Linked DNA regions of Hordeum vulgare: all the other regions are linked to region 1. The links are chromatin contacts, called in public Hi-C maps. All regions are on one chromosome and are shown on one strand. The core of a region is the stretch at or near the end of the contact, and the rest is flanking DNA. Distances in the headings are between cores, read along the strand shown.

Region 1 (3,326 bases), core at 602-3,101:
ATTATATCATTACTGTCACCAAGATTCATATTCCACAAGTCATTCAATAAGTAGATATAGTCATGCCATGGTGATGTTAACACCAGGACATGACATAAAACAGAGCTTAGAAAGGAAAATAACTGAACCTGGACATGGACGCATGAGACAAATCAATTAACAGTATTGGTCTAACTGGCAGAAGCACATCTGTTCTAAAGAAGAATTCACAAAGACCATCATTCTACTAAAAAGAAAAGACCATCTGAAATTCTTAACTACTACCACTTCAGGAGTGATTGCTATAGTTTCCCACTAACTTACATATTGATCCAAGATGAAAGCTACATATATCTCAATAAAGAAGAATTTTAGTTTGGATATAATACATCAGTTTCATTGGACATCAGAAGTGGCATCCTTCGAATCGACTATCGACCATATTGAAGGGTGTATATACATTAAATCATCCGCAAATCATATGACAGGATGGTCATGAGTTTGCACATCAAGGAGTTTAGTACTTGACAAAAATTACACAATACCAAAGAAGTTCCGACGACGCTAGGCAGAAGAGTGAAAGATCTAACGATAGTAATTACGGATAGTTGGAACCTCCCTCAGGTCCCGCCAACTTCCTCGACGCAGACGGAGGAGGCGTGGAGGGCGCCAACACGGGTGCCGCACCCTGACCGCTTCTTTCGCTTCCCGGTGATCATCGCCCACATTGGCTTGACCGCCTGGATCTCAGAGTTACCACCGACCTCCTTCGCCTCCTCTGCACAGCCCCCATCCTCCACCTTGACCTCTCCTGCACTAATCACATCCCCAACCTTTGCCTCGCCATCACAGCCCACGTCCTCCTCCTCCTTGACATCGCCTGCAGAGCACCAGCCCCAACCCTTGTCCTTGACCTGTGGATTGAAGGAAAGCTTCAGCCTCAGCTTCAACGGGAGGGCGAACGGCTTAGCTGGCAGAGGAGGCGGCGAGATGGCCGGCTTGACAGGCTCAGGCGAAGGGGGCGGCGGCGGCGAGACAATCGGCTTGGCAGTCTGTGACATGGGAAGACGCAGGACGGTTGGCTTGGCAGGATGTGGCATGGGAAGGCGCAGGACGGTGGGCTTGGGAGGCTCTGGCGGCGGGAACGGGAAAGGGAAGCAGCCGGTGGTGGTGGTGGTGGTGGTGGCGTCGGGCGGGCGGCGGCTCCCGCTGATGCGGATCTTGGCGGCGTCGTAGGCGGCGGCGGCCTCCTCGGCGGTGTCGAAGGTGCCGAGCCAGAGGCGGCGGCCCTGGATCGGGTCGCGGATCTCCGAGGCGAACTTGCCCCACCGGCGCTGGCGCACGCCGCGGTACCGCACCGAGGGGGTCCTCCCCCCGGCCTGCGGCGGGCGCGAGTCCTCCCTCCTCCCGGCCTCCATCACGCGGCGGCGCTTCTTGCGGTCCCTCCGGCGCTCCTCCTTGGTCGTCGGCATGGCAAGCAGCGGCGGCGGCGCGGCCTCGTCCTCGCTGGAGGAGGAGTCGGTGGCGTCGGCGTCGTGCACGATGATCCGCACCACGCGGCCCCTGGGCGGCGGCGCCGCCTCCGCCGCCGCCGCGGCGGCCAGCATGTCCAGGCTAGGGTTGGGCCCCATGCCTCGTGTCTCGGCTCAATCCATCCTCGCGCGCGATCGGGGGCGCTCAGCCTCGGCGCCCCGCCATGGGCGGCGGCGGCGGGAAGGGGAAGGGGGAGGGGAGGCTAGGGTTAGGGTTTCGTCCGTCGGTGGGGCGGGGCGGGGCGGGGCGGATGCGGCGGGTGTTGGTGGCGTGCGGTTGTGGGGTTGCGGTGGAAGCCGGAGGACGAGTGGCGGAGGAGGCGGGGGCTAAAAGGGGGGAAATGGGTGGGGGCGGAGCACGGGTCGGTTGAGGGGCAGTATCGGGATTTCCCGTTTTCATTTCTTCTGGTCCTGGGCTCCTGGCCCTGGCCCTGGCCCTGGGAAGTAGTATCGCGGCACGGATCAAAGGGAGCGCGTGGATATTCTCGAGGGCTGGGGCTTACCTCGGAACAAAGAAAGAAATGTGGGGAGGCGAAATTCAAATTCGTGGGGTGGACTACTGGCTCCTTGCGTTGCCGAGGAGGATAAGAACGACCACTTGGAGGTTCTCTCAAATGGTTATCGGGAATTTGGGATAAACCATGTGGACTAAGACTAGATGCGCAAGTTTGAGGCAAAATGGACAAAAATAATCCCAAAATGTAACAAATTCACAAAATAAACTCTCTTGGAAACTATCTCACTCAACTAACATTTTCAGGTAGCGTCCAACGCGTCGGTGCTATGCCCTATGTCATAGCGTCTTTCTCACACGCGCTACGCTGCTTGATAGCGTGGCGTCGTGAGCCAGGTCGGGCCTCACCCATGGTTAAGTATCGTCGTCTGAAGCATAGGTGGTATCCCATATGTGGCATAGCGTGTGAGACAGCAAAAAGTCTAATTTAAACATTAAACTTGTATCTGTCAGGCGGAATGAACCCCCGAGTCAAAATCCCGGTCGATTGCACCCTGAACTATGCAATCCCGGTCTAAATCGAACCCTCACCTTCTGTCAACTGGAATTTATCTCGAGAACCGACCCATTTTAATTTTTCCGTTAAAAAAAGGGCGCACTTAAGTTTCATTTCGTTAAAAAAATAATGCATGGGTGGCTTCCTTTTTCTTCCTTTTTTCTTAAATTTTTTAATCTTTTTCAAATAGTTCATGCAGGGCGCAAATTATTCACGCCGTGCGGCATGCAAAACATTTCCTAAATATGCAATAAACAGTTTAGCAATACACAATAAACTTTGTATAATATAAGAGAAAATAAACAGTAACAAGAAAAGAATGTACGTTGCATTTGAAAAATGTTCACGCATTTCAAAATAATGTTTGGGACATTTAGAAAAATGTATACGATGTATTGAATTTTTTCAATTTTTTTTTATAAGGCATGAATTTTTAATTCATTTTTGAAGCCATATTTTTTCAATTTGTTTCTTTTCTTTTTTTCTACTTTTTTATTTTAAGGCGCGAAATTTTTACAATTTGTTTTTTTAATCCATGAAACTTTTTATTAAACTTGTGGACTTTTTCGAATCTGAGAACTTTCTTCAAAACTACAGCCGTTACCTCTTTTTCGTTTTGAAAATCTAGTTCACGACATGCATCATCACCATACATACAGTGGCACACGTACGTACGTGCGGTGGCGCATGTACGTATGTACAGTGGAATGCATATGTATATGCAGTGACGCGTGTACGTATGTACAGTGGCGCACGTGCGTGCGTACGGTTGCTATTTTAAAAATGAAAAACAGAAAAAAAAAAA
Region 2 (3,351 bases), core at 358-2,857, 170 kb after region 1:
TTTTACATAGCAACGCAATTCACACAAGATATTTCAGACTCCCAACCAAACACAACTAATAAATGCAAGCACTCAAAAGGAGTATCACTGATCATAAATATTGAGTGCTTGCCAATTCTGGTTCATGCTCAGAATACCTCTGTACCTTACGAAACTAGATATGCTTTTGCACAAATACAAGATAGTACTCCCTCCGTCCCAAAATAAGTGACTCAAAAAACACTTAGCTTTGTACTAAAGTTAGTACAAAGTTGAGCCATTTTGAAGTCACTTATTTTCGGACGGAGGGAATGGATAGGTTAGAAAATCTAAAGTACCCTAAATTGGAATTATCCAGTCTCTCAGTAGGTCCTTCGTACCTCACACATGAACCAAAATGTCACAGCAGGTCCTTTAGGAGGCCTAGACTCCTAAAAACTACTCTGTAAACCTGTATCTCAGTAGTTGTATAGGCTCAGTGCTCCATGGCACTTATGTAGGTGTGATGGAAGGAAAAAACTTGTATCTCAGTACATTCAAAAGAATCTCCATTATAAAGGACCTTACTTAGTTTTGAATCACAAAGGTGTTAAAAGTAAAACTAAGACTATGGGGCTGCTTTGTTTGGCGCCACAAAATGGCTTGCCTTGGCAAGCCAAAAAATTGGCTACCAACTTACTTTGCCTACGTCAAAAAATTGCCAATCTTCAACAATTTTATGGAGTTGCCAAATGTTGGCTAGCGAACCAAAATAAGACGATGGTTGGGAGACCACTTTATGCAGAATCCCAATTAAGATGAAACTAGCATCAATCTGACCCACAGCAAAAACCAAACCATCACCGACACGGATTAATTTTTCCAGCACAAAAGCGACGAAACGCAAACAACCCATGCGCCCAGCCTTTTCCTGAATGGAAACAGCGAATCTGTGGTAACCCGCAGCATTCAACGAATCCCAGCCGCCTACCCACCGTCTCTGTGAGGCATCCAGGCACTGAACGACCGCCCTATTACCCACAAACCTACCAATCCGAGGTAAAAAAAAAAAGAGGGGAAAAGGTGTAACCTGCCCCCCTCCCACAAGATCTAATTCCCAATTCGCTTTCCGCACCTCTCAGTCACCCTCTAAAAAGGGGGAAGAACGTCATGCCTCGCATGAGCACACGGTAATTTCTGGCGAAGCAGCCAGGAAGAAAAAAAAAGGGGGGCCCAAATTGAACGCAGCGAGGCGCATTGCACCCGCAATTCCTCCTCTAGGGTCGCCGCATCCGCCGGGACCCAACGCAACGATAGGGCACGGATAGTCTGATTTCTTAGCAATCGAGAGGGGGGGAGGCTCACCTGCGTGGCGACGAGGACGTCGGTGTTGACGCGGAACTCGCGGAGGCGGCGCAGGGCGTCGAGGCAGCGCTGGGCCTCCGGGGGCGAGCCGTCAGCCTCCTCGGCGGCCGCGTCGGCCGCCTTCTTGGCGGCCTCGAAGGTCTCCATCAGCTCCCTCTCCATGGCCATCCGGCTGGCTGGCGGCGGCGGCGGCGGCGGCGGGGGGGATGAAAACCCTAGGCGCAGCAGGAGGCCTCGCCGCCGCGGTCTACCCTCTCGCGTGTCTGGCTCGGAGGCGACTGGAGGAGAGGAAAAAAAGGGTTGGATTCGGGGGTAGCGCGGGGATTTATACGGCGCGGGGCCGCCGCCGCCGTTGATTCGGAGACGGATCCTTCTCGAGCAGGCCGGATCGGACGGTGGATCCGGCGGCACGTGGCGGGTAAGGATCCGTCCCGTCCTGTCGTGTCTGCAGACGGTGTGTCATTTCCGATTTCTCGCAAAGGACTGCAGAGGTGGGTGACTCAGCTTTATTTATGACAACGCCTGAGTCTGATTTGTGCCAACCCGTTACACAGGTTATGTTGTTGGTGAAAATTAAACTTTCACCAATCTTGCTATTTTGTTAGGGTTACAGCAACTACAATCCACGTGTTTCATCGGTGTTTTTTGTTTGGATCGACATGTGTGCTTCATTTTTTGTTTGGATCGACCATAGGATCAACGTGTCGATTCATTTTTTTTTGTCTGCGTGGCAGGTTTACGGCTATTTATCGATCGCTTTATCAAGAATCACATAAATGTTCAAGAACTACATAAATATCTCATGTTTAACATTAAATTGTCTCAAATATATTTGAAAGAAAAGGTTCTTGATACATCTATTGATTGTCGACGTGCATCCACATATGCTTAACCAAATCATTTTGCAACTGCATGTGGGTTTTCCAATAACGAATCTTACGATAAAATCGACGAACTTTGCAAGCGTTGTCGCTTCTTCATGCTCAAGCACAACAATGTCACCCTGAAACTGAAATCCTTGATCACAGAAACGTTTTGGACGCCCATCCTCTACGATCATGCTGTGCATGATCACACAAGATGTCATTACCTCTCACAACTTTTTGGTGCTTCAAGTTATAGCAGGAACCGCACGATGCCCCATCAAGATTGAAGAATGCCAAAAACACGCTCTACATCTTTCCTAACACTCTCTTGCTCTTGGGCAAATCTCTTTATCTTTTCTCCTACAGTGTTGGAGTTTGTCTTCACGAGAGTAGACCATTGTGGATAGATACATGACTCAAGGTATGTAGACTCACTCATCCGGACATACTCATCAATGGGATCACCAGGAACTCCGTATGCAAGCATCCGAGTGGCGGCAATGCATTTCTGATAAGAGGAGAAGCCAATCTTTCCAAGGGCATCCGTCTTGCACTCGAAATATTTATTATACTTTACCATCCCTCCTGAATACGGTTGAACACATGCCTAGATATACGAAAACGACGTCGAAACATGTGATGTTTGAAGAGCGGGTTTGGGGTCTCGAAGTAGTCCGGCGTAGGAAACGGTCACTCTCCTGATTGTGATTCAGTGCCGGCGTGTACCCAGTATGGATCCCCTAGACAGTGGCCGCTCCATACTTAGGTGGTCATGCGACCAACGCAGCTACCACGATCTCCTCGTCACCGGATGAAGAATCATCTGGATCACAAGGAACGTTGTAGGAAAAAAGTCATCGTCGGAGTCCATTTGTACCTTGCGGGCGTCATGGAAGAATCCGAACGGTGAGGAGCCTCACGCCCCACTGAGACAAAGTAGCAGAGCTGGCGACGGCGGCGGGAGACAAGGCTACCGGGAGGGTGAGTCTACGAATGGATGGATGGCGGCGACGACGGAAGTGGGCGGTGGGGTGTTGGAGATATGCCCTAGAGGCAATCATGTATGATGATATTTTCTATGTGTTCATGAATAAAGATAGTCCTTGAACATTATCAATGATGTGTATTAACAAGTACGTGACTTATTTGTGAGACTATACAT
Region 3 (3,152 bases), core at 38-2,537, 190 kb after region 1:
GCTGTACATTGAAACATAAATAAATTTGAGAGAATCAACTCTTTGTAAGTATTAGAACAAGACTCAAACCTAAAAAAAAAAAGTCAGAATCCTTGACCATAGCAGGAATAGCAGATATGTACAACAGGCTGGCACAGATAAATGAAGCGCAAAATAAATCAAATCCTAGGGAGGTAATACTGCCGTCGATTAAATGAGAACCCTAAAGCGGCTCTCAAGCATGTTACGAAATTTTACTGACTGTTGTGTAGGTACACCTTGTACTGTACCTCCAGACGCAATTGGATACTTACAAATTAAAATCCTACCAACTCTTACCCCCTACTTCGTTGATACATAACTATAGAACTTTTTGCAATAACACCCATTGGATTGGACAGCTGCTAGTACTAAAGCTTAGGAACATAAATTCAAATCTGGGGCAGTTGATGCAAGTACTGCCGACCTTGAGCTGAAGGATATGAATCACTGTGCAAGGGTTATGGTCATAAAAGTTTATCCACTTACTTCCCCTTGTAGACCTTCCCGTGGGCGCCCTCCCCAATCTTGGATCCGACGAAGAGCATCTTGGGGTCGACCAGCAGCTTCCTGTCAATCCAGGACCCCGGCGGCGACGTGGCATCCGAGCACCGAGCGGGCTCCACCGAGTCGTCGGCCGCGACCTTGCTCGGCCGCGACCGCCCGAACCCCTCGCTGCCGCTCCCGCCGCCGCTGCCGCCGTCCCTGCACCCGTCGCTGCCGCAGCTCATGGTGTCCGGCCGCACGCGATGCGACGCCGCGGAGGGGACGACCGTGTCGGGGTCGGCGAACTTGCAGCCGCAGGTCAGCCGATGCATTAACGCGAGCACCCCGCGCGCGCGCCCAGACGACCGGAGCCCCGGCCCACGCTCATAGAAAAATCAGCCAAGCCTTCAGCGGCAACCCCCGAACCCACGGCGGAGAAGAGACTGCTCCAGAGCGCCAATCGCCTCGGAAGGCCCCGGCTCGCGCCCCGAAAAGTCAAGGGAATACCTTGGATAGACCAGAGGAAATCAATGGCCGATTCGTGCCCAAGAACCGAGCGGAAAGGCGGCGATTTTGAGCTCAAAAAAGGGGGAGGAATCCGCGGGGCTGCGGCGTGGGCTAGGTGCGGAGAAGAGGCGGAAACCCTAGGGCTGGATAGAAGCGGTCGGGGCGGAGGGGGGTACTTCGCCGTGCGGCTGGGGGGTCGCCGTCGCGGCGGAGGAGGTGCGGGGAAAGGAGGGGGGAAGGGAGGGGAAGGGAGGGGAAGGTATCGTCGGGGTGAGCAGAGCCGCAGTGGGCAGAAACTTTATAGACGCGGGGTATAAAGCTGGGGAGGGCGTGAGGGAGCTGGTGGGCGAAATGCCATGCGTCCCCCCGTGTGCGTACCACGGGATGCGCCCCAAAATATCTCTTCCCTCTCTCACAAGGCCTCCACCATGGTCCTGCCTCCACCTTAGGCTCATGCAGCCCCCACCGTTGATCAAAAGATCTTCTTTTCCCTGGGAATTGAGATCCAAATCTCCTGGTTATTTAGGTTTTGTTATGTGATGTGTTTGTGAGTTTGTCGGGTAATGGCGGTGCATTTGCGTGTCGATTCGCCGTTTGAGGTCTGGGATATATTCTTCGAGTAATGGCAATGTGTTTTATGTGTTTTGTTTGTGTGGTATGTACTTTGTCGAGTAAGGACGACGCATTTGTGTGTTGATCGACCGGATATTTTCTTTATGCGATTTGTATCTTTCGATTAACGACAATGCATTTTAAACATAGATTAGTGTGATTTATATCTTTCGATTAACGGCGATGCATTTAAACATAGATCGGTCGAAATTCGCCACGTGGCATGTGCGATATATTTGTCGAGTAATGGTGTTGTGTTTTATATATCTGCTTATGTGATATGTATCTATCGACTAACGACTATGCATTTATGTGTAGATCGGTCGAAAACCGTCGATTGACGTGTGTGATATTTTTGATGAGTAATGGTGATGTGTTTTATGTATTTTCTTATTTGATATGCATCTACCAAGTAAAGGCGATGCATTTATACATAGATCGGTCGAAATTTGCTATTTGACGTATGTGATATATTCGTCAATTAATGGCGATGAGTTTTATATATCTGCTTACGTGTTATATATCTGCCGAGCAATGGTGGTGTGTGTATATATTGTTGATGTGATACATATTTGTCCAGCAAATGGTTGTTGCATGTATATCTTGTGATGTGATATGTATCTGTTGAGCAATGGCAGTGTATTTATATATAGATCAATACAAAATCGCCACAACCGCATGAGGATATCAGTACGCGTGTTACTAGCACGTGCTAAGGTTATGTGTCATGTATCCTCTTGGGGTTGAATGCTCACGGTGGATCGATGGCTTGTGGCTCACGCGTGTGACAGGTCGGTTGTTACGGATATAGAAAGCGGTATGTATTTTTTGCAATGATGATGACAATGGGTGCGTTTGGTCTTGTCAAGGGTCCAAAGGTCGGCTACCACGCATGTACTAGGGAGTCTCCCTTCTTTCGGTGTTGCATGTTGTGTAGCGGTTGTCACGTGGTTGTCTAGATGATGTCAATGATCAGTGATGGGTGGCTCAGTTGCGTTCAGCATGTTCAGAGGAGTCCTCGTATATATCTGGACTCTTCGACAAAACTTGCCATAGGAAATGTAAGTGTAGGTGAGTGCGTCCGTCTGTTTAGGTCCTCTTTGTGTTGCAGATTTTTTGTAGAATTCCACTCCCTAGGAATGTCTTTGGATCAAAGGAATGATGGCACCCAAATTCATATGGGGTGGATTCCTATGCATCAATTCCATGGCAATTTAAAAGTCCATCCCTACATATTTTTTGTACTGAATCACATAGGATCGAGGCACCTCTTTTGTGTTTCCATTCAAATGACTATTTTGACAGCTTCCATACGTCTCGTAATCCTCTGTTTTGCAGCGTCAGACATGTTAGATTCATGATCATACAAACAAGAGTTGTCCACAATAATCCCTGGTGAGCTTGAAGTAGGGATCATGTGCCTCCACTCCCTCCATCACGTGCAAGAACAAGGGTTTACGCATACGGAAGCATCGATGAAACCATGTAGCCGGGAATGGTAGTTTGAGACCAAAGTAGTCCTTGTACAT

Evidence for each region. Hi-C and Micro-C count contacts between places; a contact is called where the count stands out from the background.
Region 2: a contact with region 1 is called in a Hi-C map of leaf, with 4 times the contacts expected there. The contact joins the promoter of LOC123452958 here to the promoter of LOC123452956 in region 1. A contact is called at or near these places in 4 of 6 Hi-C or Micro-C datasets (leaf and seedling) and 1 of 1 datasets of contacts at active chromatin or transcription factors (embryo).
Region 3: a contact with region 1 is called in a Hi-C map of leaf, with 3 times the contacts expected there. The contact joins the promoter of LOC123452960 here to the promoter of LOC123452956 in region 1. A contact is called at or near these places in 2 of 6 Hi-C or Micro-C datasets (leaf and seedling) and 1 of 1 datasets of contacts at active chromatin or transcription factors (embryo).

Annotation. Positions count from the first base shown.
Region 1 is chr5H:559,552,621-559,555,946 of MorexV3_pseudomolecules_assembly, forward strand. It overlaps LOC123452956 (ethylene-responsive transcription factor 1-like), which reads right to left and starts at 1,852. Exons shown (of 1, transcript XM_045129703.1): 1 at 421-1,852. The coding sequence starts at 1,610. The coding sequence ends at 600.
Region 2 is chr5H:559,723,185-559,726,535 of MorexV3_pseudomolecules_assembly, forward strand. It overlaps LOC123452958 (transcription elongation factor TFIIS), which reads right to left and starts at 1,608. Exons shown (of 2, transcript XM_045129705.1): 1 at 1,324-1,608. The coding sequence starts at 1,491.
Region 3 is chr5H:559,743,149-559,746,300 of MorexV3_pseudomolecules_assembly, forward strand. It overlaps LOC123452960 (serine/threonine/tyrosine-protein kinase HT1), which reads right to left and starts at 1,288. Exons shown (of 6, transcript XM_045129711.1): 1 at 508-1,288. The coding sequence starts at 836.